Linked DNA regions of Drosophila melanogaster: regions 2 and 3 are each linked to region 1. The links are chromatin contacts, called in public Hi-C and HiChIP or PLAC-seq maps. All regions are on one chromosome and are shown on one strand. Each heading gives the region's core, a stretch centred on a gene start, on an enhancer-like site or on the middle of the called end of the contact. The rest is flanking DNA. Distances are from core to core; before and after follow the strand shown. Region 1 holds the start of Kif3C (Kinesin family member 3C). Region 2 holds the start of Zip102B (Zinc/iron regulated transporter-related protein 102B). Region 3 holds the start of CaMKI (Calcium/calmodulin-dependent protein kinase I).

Region 1 (4,782 bases), core at 1,496-3,995:
TTCATACAATAACAGTTCAAATTTTTAGAAAGTGTGAGCTACCTAATAATGAACCTTTATTGGTGGTTTTAAATATAAATAAATGCTTCAATTTACTTAATATAAAATAGCAACTCAACTTCTTTGAAACAAATGTTATTTATGTGCAATTCATAGTGCAGGGTGCTCAGTAAATACTTATTTATTGGTGCAACTAGCTTTAAAAATGTGCAAATGCTCGTTTTTCGCAAAAATGTTTCATTTACTTTTTTCGGTATTTTTGATATTTTCCAATAAGGCAATTATGCATTTTTAGAAAGATGTATTTCTTCGTCCCAGAACAAAAAAAACGAATGCAATTTAGCCATGTTTTATTGGATATCCATGAGTCAACTGTCATCCTGCTGAAAAATACCGTATTTCGAAAATAGCTTAGATACAAGTAATAATCATTAATCGTTAGGCCTCGGACTTCTAAACAAAATTTTACTCATAACAAATTTTTTACCTTTACTTCCAGTTGATGAATATTAATATTAAAAAGTATACAGAGCCAATGTGACGAATTTATATATTTTAAACTTTATAGAAAACTGTATACAACCCAAAAGCACGTACTATCCTTTAAAAATTCGTAGAAAACTTTATACAGCAGCGTGAAAAGGAATTATTGTATATAGTGGGTAGTCTTTGAATTCCTATTTTGTTATAACATTTAAATAATTAAAGATATAAAAAACCTACATATATATACATATATACATAAATAAATATTAATATATAAATACATAAATATATAAATATATAAATATATAAATACATAAATATATAAATATATAAATATATAAATATATAAATATATAAATATATAAATATATAAATATATAAATATATAAATATATAAATATATAAATATATAAATATATAAATATATAAATATATAAATATATAAATATATAAATATATAAATATATAAATATATAAATATATAAATATATAAATATATAAATATATAAATATATAAATATATAAATATATAAATATATAAATATATAAATATATAAATATATAAATATATAAATATATAAATATATAAATATATAAATATATAAATATATAAATATATAAATATATAAATATATAAATATATAAATATATAAATATATAAATATATAAATATATAAATATATAAATATATAAATATATAAATATATAAATATATAAATATATAAATATATAAATATGTAAATATATAAATATATAAATATGTATATATGTATATATGTATATATAAATAGATTACAAAACTCAATAATGATATATGTATTATTTTTTATTTACGTTTATACATTTTTTAAATGTTTTGAGTTGTATAAAACTGTATATGTATTTTATGAATGAATCGCTTTCGTACCTATATACACAGTTTTCGTAAGAACAAAATTAAAATTTAAGTCATGCGCAGATAGATATTCACTACGTCGTTAAAGCTCAATTTAAGAACTTACATATTATTATCTGAAAAACTCGATTGTTTAAAATTAAATGATGAAATGAATGAAATTAAAATAAAATTAAATAGAAAAAATTATTATAAATACATATCATTAATACAAGTTTTACTTAATACAATTAAAAAGTACAAATAATTGTTAAATTAACTGGTAAGTTTTTGAAATATTTATACAATATTTTCAAAATTTAATTATCTTTAATATTTGACGGTAATGCCTAACAAACGCGCTTTGCTTGAAATATGGTACCGTGTACCTGTAATGAATACTCTTTGCTATGACGTCTACAACACTCCGCGGAAACGTGACTAAGTGAGGGTTGGTTCATATCGTATGTGACTTGCATCCTAAGATCACGCGTGCGCGTGTTCAAAAATCGTAGCCCTCTTTTCAGGTTACAGTGGTCAAAACGGGAGCTTAAAGCTTTGCAAAATTAGTTTATATGTGTATTATAATAGAGCATTCCCATACATTCCCTATCGATTTCGAAGAAATCGTGAGGCACAGAATGGTTTTTCACACTGGGTAATATCGAATTGTTGTTAGCTTCAAAAATTTATTAAAATTTGGATTAAAATTAACTCTTTTGTTTTTAGCCTAAATTAAGCAATATGGGCAAGCTTTAATTATATAACCCATTTTAAAATACGCTAAGTGTATAATCGAATCTTGTGTGTCGCCCGTTATGATCGTACGATATAAGAAAGGCTTATTTCCTAAGTTTTCAAAAAAACTTGTGTTTAATACAAAATACAATATTCTTACGCAATTCAAAATGGAAGTATATTTTTATATTTTCATTTAACTGCCGATGCGAATTATCCATAATATACCTAATTATATACTTATGCATAATAATGGAATGCATAAATTTTTATTTGAATTCAAAAACATGTGGTTTTTCACAAAATGCCGATAATCTATTATGTTGCACGCAACGTTTAGCACTTTTTTCTCGTATTATTACTCGTTACTCGTATTGTTAAAGGGTATACCAAATCAGGATATTTAAAAATTTGACTAAAATCTTTATTTTTACTTCAGTCAAATGGCAATTTTATACACATAAGTAAAAAATGTTGCTTTGAAATTCAAAGTTCTTTAAAACTTTGGATGATGAGCGGTTTCATTTCACAAGGTTGGGAAAGACTTATTGATTCTACCAAAATTATGGTATGAAAATGATTTAAATTCGGAGCTTTACGTGAATGTATTTCGAATACTTTCAAAGTAGCTTTTAATTTCATGTATGGATTTTCTCTTGAAGCAATTATAAATATTTTTAGTTGAATTTTAAGTAAACTTTAAGACTTATTTTGACCAACACAGGAAAATGAGTGAAAATATTAAAGTTGTTGTTCGATGTCGTCCGATGAACCAAACTGAAAAAGAACGAAACTGTCAAGTAAGTGTATATTTTAATTTATTACATCGACTTTATATCGACATTACAAAGAGAAGGTTAAATTTTTTTGCCGAACACTTTTGGGATTTTAAATATTTTGTTTTGTTAAGAGTGTGTAACAGGTAAGGAAAGCAAATTTGCTGTACTTCCAAACTACAGCGACTTGGTGGAAATCAAAAACACTAACTTTTAAATACATTCATTAAACATTGTCTTTTCTAAATATATGGAAGATGATAATCCTTCAATACCCTTAACAAAACATATTTGGGTAAAAGAAAGTTTTAGCGTTTTCAGGATTCCTTGGAGACTGGGACTTATCATGCAGGTTAATAAAGTTGTGTTAGTAAAGTGATACACCTATGCATGACTAGGCCCTGGCGATCCGCTCCGAACACGCATTATAAATACGCAATTAATAGATATGTTTACATTAAGTACTAGCTTCCCGGCAGACTTCGTATAGATAATTTAAACAAGAGAGAATGTTGTAGTCAATTTCCGCGGCTATCAGTTACCCGTTACTAGTGTGAACGCGAACTCGAAATATCATAATTTTTCTGGGATATCGATAAATATTGGGGAATAAGATGGGATAAAATTTAAGAATTGTTCAAAAGTGTGGGCGTGACCGGTTTTTTTGCAAATCGATAGAAATTTACAAGACTAATTAAAGTATAAAAAATTGTTCAATAGAGTGGGCGTGACAAAAATTTTTTTTTATTGCAAATCGATAGATATTAATTAAATTATTGTAAGAAACCCAAACGTACGAGACTAATAAAGATGTGAAAAAATACAACACATTTCTCAAAAATTGTGGTCGTGGTCGCAACGCCACCATTTTAGAAAAATTATTGGATATTTTTTCATAATTTTATTTGTCTTGTAAATTTCTATCGTTTTGCCAAAAAAACTTTTTGCCACGCCACCTCTAACACCCTAAGGCCGCCAAACCGGTCACGCCCACACATTTGAATAATTTTTAATATTATGATAGTTGTTGCTTTTATGTGCAAGAGCTCCTAGAATCTAAAGCCTATTTAATTCATTTTTCTATAATAAGTATCACATTTCTGAGATAGTAATACAATACAACATTTTCTTTGACTGTCTCTCTCTCTCTGGTCATCAGTGCGATTAGCAGCTTTTCGGTGATTTAATTTACGGCGTTCGGTTATCTTAAATAATCAAACTTTGAATTAATCAAAGTCAGCAAACTGACACAAAAGCCGATAGAAATGCCTACGAAATTATAATTGTCTTGGGGTGAATATACTTCAAAGTTATATAAAGCTAAGATTTTTTGCGATCATAAAATTAATTTATTTTTTAATAAAACGACAATTTATTTACTTTTGTCATTTCAGAACATTGTTGAAATTAATGAATTTGCAGTTTCCGTGACTAATCCATCAGCTCGCATATCTCAACAAAAAAAATTCATATTTGATAGTGTTTATAATATGAAAACTGACACGGAAGTGATTTACGACGAGATGTGTTATTCATTAGTTGAGAGTACAATCGAAGGATATAATGGAACCATTTTTGCTTACGGTCAAACAGGTTGTGGGAAAACACACACAATGCAGGTACTTGTCAAAATATGTAAATGTGTATGTATGTAGACGGGTAGTATAGTAATGACTAGTATAGCTAAAGGTTAACTATATTCGTAAAAAAAATGAACAGGTATAAAGTGTATAAATTCCTTAACAGGACCACCAGCCGAGATGAGTCGAGCGGCCATGTCCGACTGAATATTTTATAATGCTTGCCGCTCGAAAAGGGTAAAATATTGTGCTTTTTGTGCTACAACATTTTTAAAACTTACATTGATTGTACGTTTTCCGATATTACATTAAAACATCTGATTTTACG
Region 2 (4,782 bases), core at 1,408-3,907, 830 kb before region 1:
TTGTAGTATAGAAACTCTTTGGTGACCATTGACACGAATAGGACTGCCGACCACAGTGACATACATATAAAGTGAAAACATACACATTTATGTGGAAATGGTCTGGCAACGACGAAAGACAAGCTTCACAGCTTATCTAACGACAAATCAAAAAGTTAGAACGATAGAGTGGTGTTTACACACAAACTACCGGATTGATGTACACTTTCTCATATCGATATGACGCAACCTAGTGATTTTGGAAGTATTAGTAAGATGCTACGCGGTGAAAAGATACAAAATATTATAAGATTGTATATATGTAAAGGGAAAACAATTTATCCTAATTTGAAACAAATCCATGCTACAAGTAATTGAACATTTTACCAAATTTTGTCGATTGTGCCCAAGGAGAAGAGAATCGAGATCAGGTTTCGGAATGGCAACGAAAAGGAATAGTACGCAAGTCGGCGCCGAATTTCGCCAGCAGACTCGTCATAGTCAAAAACAAAGATGGATCAACTTAACGCCATGGTTTAAAAAACTGCCTAAAACTGCAGTCAGCAAAGCTATTTGTCGTCGTGATTTTGGGAAACAGTTTTTTTCACGTTCTAGTAGAAGAGAAGTGCCCATAATACACATCATTTATAGCCAAAGAAGTTTTTAAAGATCTTTGCTAAGATATGATTCATATTTACAAGACAAGACAAGAACAGCGGAAATAAAGAACGCGCGAAAAATATTCCGCAAAGAAGTTGAGCAGAATTAAAGTAGAAAAGACGCAGAAAGGTATCTATAAATGTAGAAAGTCATAGCAGAAGTAGTTATAGAAATCCGTAATCTAAGGCCGTAACAGAAGACGTTATCCAGTAAACCAATGGTGACATTGCCAAGCTGCCTTTAAACCGTCTCTTACTTTTTACTACCATTCTGAGAACGTAAACTATCCATTGTTATTAAATACAATAAAAACATATATAATTATAAATTAACATATAGTATATAGGAGCCGGAGTCAAAATTCTGATGCCAATGAATTCGGCGCCGACTTGCGTACTATTCCTGCCTGCGCAAGTCTAAATATTAAAGTAAAATATTTCTTGCACTACTTTTTGACCTTCCTCATTTTGCTTGGTTTACTCACAATACATTCTCGTATAAGGCCTCTCAAATCACTCAACTTTACAGAAAGCTGACAAAAGTTGACGTCGGTACCAAATTTGACTTTCATGCGACAATTCATTAAATTCAAAATCTTTGTGCAAAGCACTTAATGTTAATAATTGTATATCCGAGAAATTAAACCCAATATATTTATAGCTTAATATCCCTTAACTTTTACTTCATCTTATTTGACAAAAATATATGTATTACTACATTACTAGTGATTATGTCCAAATGTTATAATTAGGGGTAGCAGTGCGCCGCAAATCAGAATTACCAATTCACTATATTTTAGTGCTTGAATACTATTGCTTCCATTTATATCATTCGTAGCAACACCTCGAGATTCCTCTAGCAAACAATAATCATGCTGATCGCTTTTCGTAAATCCCCCTTGGGTAAGCTCTGGTAAAACATGCACAGTTGCTACGTACAAAAATGTTCCAGCGGAGAATAGCATAGCTATACCAGTGGCATTCACGGAATTTAACGTGTCCTTCTGCTCCTGTCCGATCCCAAAATACGTTAAAATAGTCATAAGGGGAGCCGACAGGGAAAATAAGACTAGGTGTCTGCGAATTTGATGTCTGTCTACTTTTTCGTGCAGTAAGAATGTCACTAATCCAAATGCTGCTGGTGCCTTATGAAGCATTATAGCTAAAAATACAATTATCTCAACGTCTTGATGGCTAGTGGTGGCAGCTGCTCCCAATGCAACTCCATCAGCTGCAAAAGAACAACAATTTTTAAGATATGGTGGGTACACCAATATAAGCTTCTTTACCTGCGGCATGCACAACCAATCCAAGAGTTAGTGTGGCATTGTTTTTTTTATTACTTCCAACATTACTCTTCCGCTGAGAGATGTCCACCAACATCATGAAGACAAATCCAAGCACAAGAGAAAGTCCAATGGTCTGTGAGTAATCTGGTTGCTCCGGAACTGATGTCCGTTTTTGGGATTGGCCACTCCCCACATACAATGATCGAATGCCCTCCGGAATAATAACAACGAGAGCAGTTCCCACTAACAATCCAGCTCCCAGCACAGTGACACATTTTAGCTTTTCCTTTAATGACATTTATTAAGTAGAACAAATTAATGCACTAGTGGTGCTCCAAATACCTCACATTAAATTTTTTTTGTATTTAAAATGCCATTGTTTAGTACCGACCTCGCTTAATTTCATCAGCATCGGTATGCTCCCTGCCAAATAAGACCCCACAAGCATAACCAACACTAATAAAATGAGAATTATTGTCTCCTCAGCCATGATTGCCCAACTTAATTTTAATGAGCATAATACCATCAAAGCTACATGTTTTTGCCAACTCAATCGCTAGAGATGAGCCTTATTAACATTTTAACAACGCATATAGCAGCAACCAACTGTGGAACTTATACCATATTCTACAATAACACTTCAACCAAATTAACATCTCATACCACAACAGAACTATACAATTTGTTTTCTTCTCATCCCGTTAAAACTCGCGATCCTACAGACGTACGAAATTTTCCCAGACTGTGAACAATACCTTTAAGTTATTATATTTCATGTCTTACCCACTGGCTTATTATACAAACTTATTGAAAACGGTTTTAGATGGTCCGATACAAATGTATGATACCATTTTTAATTTATATATAATATATATAAAACATATATAATATAATATAATATAATATATATAATATAATATAAGATAATATATATAATATAATATATAATAATATATATAATATTATATAATATAATATAATATATATAATTTATATATAATATATATTTAGAAATAGTACCAAGCATTCTCAACCGACTTTTAACCGATTTTTTATTTGCTCTCATGTGAAATTTAAAAAAAAGAAAAAACCTTTAATGGTTTTAAGAATAATTGTTCGAATGGAGCTAGTGAACCAAATTTTCTTTAAGCTATTGTTTATCGGAAAATTTAACTTGTTCGCAAAACCTATAGTAGTTGCTCTACCTTTTACTGGTTATGATCGGTCACCAGTTAATTTTAATATTTTAAATAAATTCTGTAAATATATTAAAGTGTGCGGTATATAGTATTTTCCTGGTGTCACCGTGTGTTATCCTACAATAATTGCTCATTTGGCTTATCTATATATCGTCAGAAATCACATAACATAAAAAATTCTAGATCCTTATAATTTATTTATTTAATAAGTTATTTAGGGATACATCACTCTCTCGTACTACATGGAGGGTTGTATTCCGTATTATGATTGTATAGCGCAACGTGAGAATGTAATTTATCTCAGTGCACAACGTGTATTACACCATTTACATAAACAGTTTGGTAACCTAAGGTCATACTATTAACAGCACTGTTGATTTTGGTTTATTTATTGTCAAATAGGTAAAAAGTCTAAGCATATGGAATAAATCAGGCTTTATTAAATCGAATCTAGTCTAATTTCAAAGAAAGTCACATTTAATGTTTTTTTTTTTTTAAATCAACTAACTAAATTGTTTCTGTTTATTATGAAAGTTGTGTATACATATGTGCATTTTATATACATGCATGCGTACTTATTAATTTAAGATTTCTTGGGGATTGGTACTAATTGGTACTGTATATGTGAGTTTTAAACGTTTCATTATTTTGCTAATTTCCGATAAACTTATAAAATTAAATGAAAATAGAATAAGTCGTCCAAGGTTTTTAAGAATAGATGGATCACGAATATTTGCACCTTCATCTGGCGTTCAGAATTGGCAAAAACAGGATTCTTCCAACGTTGAGTGACGAATCGTAATCAAACAAATACATCCATATAATTTAATGAATATCTCGTTTTGTAACACTATTTTTTTATTAGTTACTACAATTTGCTCAGTGCGGAGTAAAGGTAATGCATCAATAAATAAACAATCGTTGTGTGATGTACAAGTGTTCATCGCAAAGTTTAAAACGAGCCAAGCCAAATCGCGTATGAAATAGTATAATAAATCTTTTAGCGATTGGTACTTCCCCTTAACAAGCGTGTGTATAAATATCCTTAAAAGTAAAGTCCAATGTCAATGTAGTGTAAAACATACACGATAAGGATATTCAACAGATTGAAAGTATCTAGACGTCCATATGAAAAAAATATCATCATATCATATATCAATTTCCAGTTTTTAAGGAATGGAAAGTTTTCTTCAGTTTTTTCCGTTAAGAAACAAAAATTTTTTTAAGTAAAGGTGTAGAAATATTAACTATAACAGATCCTAGATTTTATATCATTATACGCGGTACTCGTTTTTTTTTGAATATTTTTATGTCTTGGCAATCTTTTATCGATAAACAACACATCGAGATTTTGCAGATGTGGGGTGATATGAAGTCAAAAAACATATGTTACCCATCAAACTACGATGCAAGTTTGGTAGAAAAACACTATTTACCTTCGAGACCAATTTTGCTCCTTGGCCCAACCAGTTTCCACTTTTTATGTCTTCTTTAGTTTCGGCCAGGTCTATTGGCGGCAGGTATTTCCTTAATCCTTGTGGCCGCACAACTTTCAAGATTTAAGCTCTATGTGGGAGCTGCATATAGAGGTTTTGGTTTCCCAATCGGAAATTTTTGCAATCGTGATTTTTCTCGTTCGCTAAAACAAAAAAAAAA
Region 3 (4,782 bases), core at 922-3,421, 700 kb before region 1:
CATCGGAGTTTGGTTGCGGCTGTTGTTGGGTTGGACTGCGGGGCATTGTTGTCGAGAGCATCCTAGAAATCGAATTCCTTCAAATCGACCTTCCCAAGATCCCTTGTGTGGCTAATTGCTCAAGTAGCAATTAAAATCCATCGTTTTATTGCTTTTGAAGTCGGCGAACGCAATTAAGCATATTTAGACCAGGAACTGCACGCAGGCACTCACCACTCATATGCATGCGATTACATCTCACGTGAGATACGCGAAGCAAAACACGATATCGTTTTAAATTTTACTGGAGGATTTTGTATTTTTGTATTTGTATGTGGAATTCTCCTATTCTATGTCACAATTTTATGTATATGTGCAAATGCAATAACACTTCGGAGCATCGTATTAAGCTAATGAAATTTTGGGCTTATAGGCCCAAATGTTCCTGCTTTAACCGTGCGTTATGTTAGCAGGAGTCGAAAATTGCGAACATACTTTGGAATAAACAGCTCGCATAATAAGAGAAGCAATCTAATATATAAAAAATGTAATTACTACCCTTATATGTGACCAGACCGCGATAATTCGAACAAACCAAATTTGGTATAATTATTACTTTCATACTAGAATTCCAGATCTGGTAGCTTTAAGTCATAAATAACCAGGGTATTCCATAAAACATCCACTACTCATTTAAGACCCTATTAAGCAAGACCAATGCAGCTCAGTCAGCAATCTCATATTTTATTATTTTGAATTACAAATCGAAGCATTTGCATATATATATGGAAAAACATATTTTTTCTTGGGTGGTTGTCGTCCCCGTTGTAATTTGAGGTAATAATTTTCTTCACATTGGTTGGAAAAAAAAACTTAGTTTTAGTTCCGTTTATTGCTTTTTTATTATCTATATTTGCTCAATAACAGGGATATCGCAAAACTCTTATAAATATCTGAACAGCCGGCGTCGTTGTGTTGTTCTCACAAATAATATAGCCCATTGCACGTGGAGTAAAAGATATATGTACTTTATCAGGATAGTTATAGATGAGTTGATCTGGCTATGTCCGTCTTTCCGTGTGTTTCTGCCTTTATATTTGTCTGCAAAACACCCATAAGCCACCCAAAACTGACACGTCCACATTTGTCAAAGCTATTTTAGCTTTTTTCCCATTTTATCTTAACAAAAAACTTGCTGAGTTGCGGGTATCTCATATCGGGGATATCTACTAAAGAGTTTTCTCTTGTTTTGCATTAATTCATGAATAAAAAATGAAATGCAATTATGTTTTCATTTAAACAAAAATGTTTGTTGCTTAGACAAATCCCAAAACAGTATTGCTTCTATGATTTGAATGTTATTTAATATATATATGACAGCTATTTTGGTCTTGAATCTCTAAATCAAGATACGCATTAAAAAAAAAAAAATTTGTAAATTTTTTGGTCCTAGGATATTAAGCATGTTTTCCATAGTCGCAAACACCTAAGCGAGATTTTAATTTATTAAAATTTATTAATTTAAATTTAAATTAAATTTAATTTAAAATGCTTCTATGATTTGAATGTTATTTAATATATATATATATATATATTTTGGTCTTGAATCTCTAAATCAAGATACGCATTAAAAAAAAAAAAATTTGTAAATTTTTTGGTCTTAGGATATTAAGCATGTTTTCCATAGTCGCAAACACCTAAGCGAGATTTTAATTTATTAAAATTTATTAATTTAAATTTAATTTATTTAAAAGCAATTAAGAATATTTATGATTCCATAAAATGCTTATAAGTTAAAAGTTTGATTTAATGCTTACATTATATAGATTACTAACCAGTAAGTGTTGCCTCAAAAAGTTCTTTTAAAAATCCATAATAATTTTAATTAACTTGAAAATTTTCACTTTAAGAATTTAACGGATATATTGGTATCTGTGTGAAAATGCTATTATCCATGCCACAGTCACCTATCTGAGAACAACATACAAATTTGAATGTACTCCAATTATTAACTGTTTATTCACTAAAATGTTGCAGATAATAAAAATTATATAATACATTTAGCTTAAGCATTTATTTCTTAAGCTTCAGTCTAGTGGTAGTTGTTTTAATTAGAACTTAAAGCGTTTTCATTTCCCAACTGTTTCTTTGGAATGAAATGTCTCGCCCTGTTCCTGTCCATGAACGTTCGCAAGAATTATAATTTCCAAGATTGGTTCCAAGGTTTAGTTCCAAAATATCAATAGGAAATCAATAGAGTACAGATATAAATTTATTTAAATATTTTTAATCACCAAGAAATTTTTGTTCAATTTGTTTTGACTTAACCAGAACCAGGTGACGTATCACAATTTTAACAGTCAATGCTAATGTTTCAAAATAAGTTTGTCACGTTTAAAGTTCCGCTAAGATTTGGAAACAATGGAGCAGTGTGTCACGGTAAACCAATTTGTGAAAATCGTACTGAGAATTTATTTCCGGATTTGGTTGAAAGTTACTTTTTTGAAAGATTTTAACTGTATAAATGTATAGTATTAAGTATTATGTAAAAAAAATAACGACATAACTTGAAAAATTAATTTTTTTGTTCGTGTCCGATAGTCTATGAGCTAATCAAAAAACAAATTCATTACATTTGCTTTGCAAATAAAAAGGTAAGATGTATAATCACTAACTTACTATGCTATATGTATATACATATAAGCGCTCCAGAGAAAAATGACTAACAATTCGCTTTTGGGAAAAACTACATATACATAGATTAGTAGTACAAAGTTTTTAGGAAAAAATAGCTGACTGGTCAACACTGCCACAATGGTTGCGCCAGCGCCTGAAGAAAATCAATAAATCAATACTAAAAGTAATTGTAATTCCTAGCGTGTGTATTCCTTTAAAACAGACATTACGCTGCAACGCACAAGTATTTATAGATTTGGAGAATACTGAATAAATATTTGTGTAAACAAAAGGACCTGTAAACAGTTTCTAGATACATTTGATGTATTTTTTTTAAATAGAAACGTGTTGGCTTGCAACAAAGTCTGCAATATGGGGAACGTTTTGAAAATTCGTCTTCAATTGTTTTCTGCTTTCAAGTGAAGCCACCGAGATCCTGCGCTTGTTTTGGTTAATTCGTAATACTTCTTAAGCATGTATAAAACTTATACATGTATATGTAAATAAACCCAATTATATATTATATATGTATATGTATATATATGCATATATATAAATATTGTATATTATTGTATATATATATATATATATATATATATACGTAAATATTGTGTGATATGCAAGTGTCTGTTTTCGACTACAGATGTACGCAATATAAGGTAATCAGCTAAAATTTAACCTTTGGCAGCTGGGCTCATTACTGAGCGGAATAATTGAGCTCCCAAACCGAAAACAACTGCATTGCTTTGTGTCTAGCTATGTATGTATGTAACCTGCTTTTGTGAATATATATGATCGTCTTCGCTGATAGGGTTCGTCGTTATAACTTTTAGAACCCTGTGAGAAGTCTGGCTTAAACTGTTGAAGAGTAATAACCATGCGAATTTCGGCAATCTAAAATACATACTACTTCAAAATCAACTTGCTTAGAAATGCCTTTGTTTGGCAAAAAGGATTCGGGCAAGAAAGCCAAGGCGAAGGACTTAAAGGAGCTCAATAAGCAAGTGTCAATTGAAGAGAAATACAATCTTCACGGACTTCTGGGGACGTACGTGCTGCTAAGCAAAAAGATTTTTAAATACTTTAATGACTAACCTTTTTTTACCGCTTAAGTGGAGCCTTTTCAGAAGTACGCCTAGCCGAAAGCAAAGATTCGCCAGGCGAACATTTTGCAGTGAAAATTATCGATAAGAAAGCTCTAAAGGGAAAGGAAGAATCTCTGGAGAATGAAATTCGCGTTTTGAGAAGGTAAGGAAGTTAATAATTTAGAGTTGACGTTAAAAAGAAAATAGGCACCAATACAACTCGGAATAAATAAAATAAAGAGTGATATACATTTTGTGCCTGTACACCGAAAGAAAATATGAAACTGACAATTCTTAATGTCGCATTTGATCATTAAACTTTAATCGAAATCGTTTCTTATTATCTATACATATTTACATATATATACAAATTTAGATTTCGCAATGAATATTTCTTACTCGTGGTAGAAAAACTTAGTATGTGATCATAAACCCATTAAAAACAATAAAATCAATATACATATTAAAATCGCGACTGTAGAATACTGTTTGGTGTTGGGCATAGTAAAATCCTCAGTTTGTTCTGTCTAATTTATGTTTAATATTCACTTCTTTTACTTGATCTTAGATTTTTTATTACTAAAAAATATAAAAGTATAGGTTAATTTTCGAGATATTTTGTTTTATTATAATACCGATCCAGATATTACAATTGTGAAAATAGTAGCTTTTGCATTTAATATAACTTGAGTAATGAATGCTAAACCAAAACATAGTTTATGTAGATGACCGCAATGGCTTATAAATTCAGATTAGCGATCATTTTAACTAAAAGGTAGGATAACACTTAATCGTTGCGATGCTCGTCTGTTAAAAATCAAGTGCTTTTTAACCAACCAACCATTAGGTGAAATTAAAATATTTTGTATATTGGTTTTATCCTTCTAGGTATTGAGAACATCCAAAAAGAATTTTTTCATATTTTCTATGCCAGGGTATATAATCTTGGTTTGCCGAAGGTAGCTTCCTTTCGATATCGATATCAAAGTTACTATAGCAGTAATATCTACAGGCCGAACTTTTGATCTTAATTATACCCGTT

What was found. A called contact is a pair of places that touch in the nucleus more often than the background predicts. HiChIP or PLAC-seq counts read pairs in DNA pulled down with a chosen protein or histone mark.
Region 2: a Hi-C map of the Kc167 cell line shows a contact between it and region 1, with 1.5 times the contacts expected there. The contact joins the promoter of Zip102B here to the promoter of Kif3C in region 1. A contact is called at or near these places in 4 of 107 Hi-C or Micro-C datasets (the Clone 8 cell line, the Kc167 cell line, eye imaginal disc and 1 more).
Region 3: a contact with region 1 is called in an H3K27ac HiChIP or PLAC-seq map of the Kc167 cell line, with 2.5 times the contacts expected there. The contact joins the promoter of CaMKI here to the promoter of Kif3C in region 1. A contact is called at or near these places in 1 of 107 Hi-C or Micro-C datasets (the Clone 8 cell line) and 1 of 6 datasets of contacts at active chromatin or transcription factors (the Kc167 cell line).

What each region holds. Positions count from the first base shown.
Region 1 is chr4:1,144,721-1,149,502 of dm6, forward strand. It overlaps Kif3C (Kinesin family member 3C), which reads left to right and starts at 2,746. Exons shown (of 5, transcript NM_143682.4): 1 at 2,746-2,898; 2 at 4,269-4,493. The coding sequence starts at 2,827. The region is part of intron 1 of CG32017; the gene reads right to left.
Region 2 is chr4:311,430-316,211 of dm6, forward strand. Zip102B (Zinc/iron regulated transporter-related protein 102B) reads right to left here and starts at 2,658. Exons shown (of 3, transcript NM_001297784.1): 1 at 2,319-2,658; 2 at 1,928-2,213; 3 at 1-1,869. The coding sequence starts at 2,417. The coding sequence ends at 1,361. Rnf11 (Ring finger protein 11) reads left to right here and starts at 3,494. Exons shown (of 4, transcript NM_001272124.1): 1 at 3,494-3,528.
Region 3 is chr4:443,333-448,114 of dm6, forward strand. CaMKI (Calcium/calmodulin-dependent protein kinase I) reads left to right here and starts at 2,172. Exons shown (of 8, transcript NM_166764.2): 1 at 2,172-2,316; 2 at 3,769-3,903. lgs (legless) reads right to left here and starts at 579. Exons shown (of 6, transcript NM_143665.4): 1 at 1-579. The coding sequence starts at 61.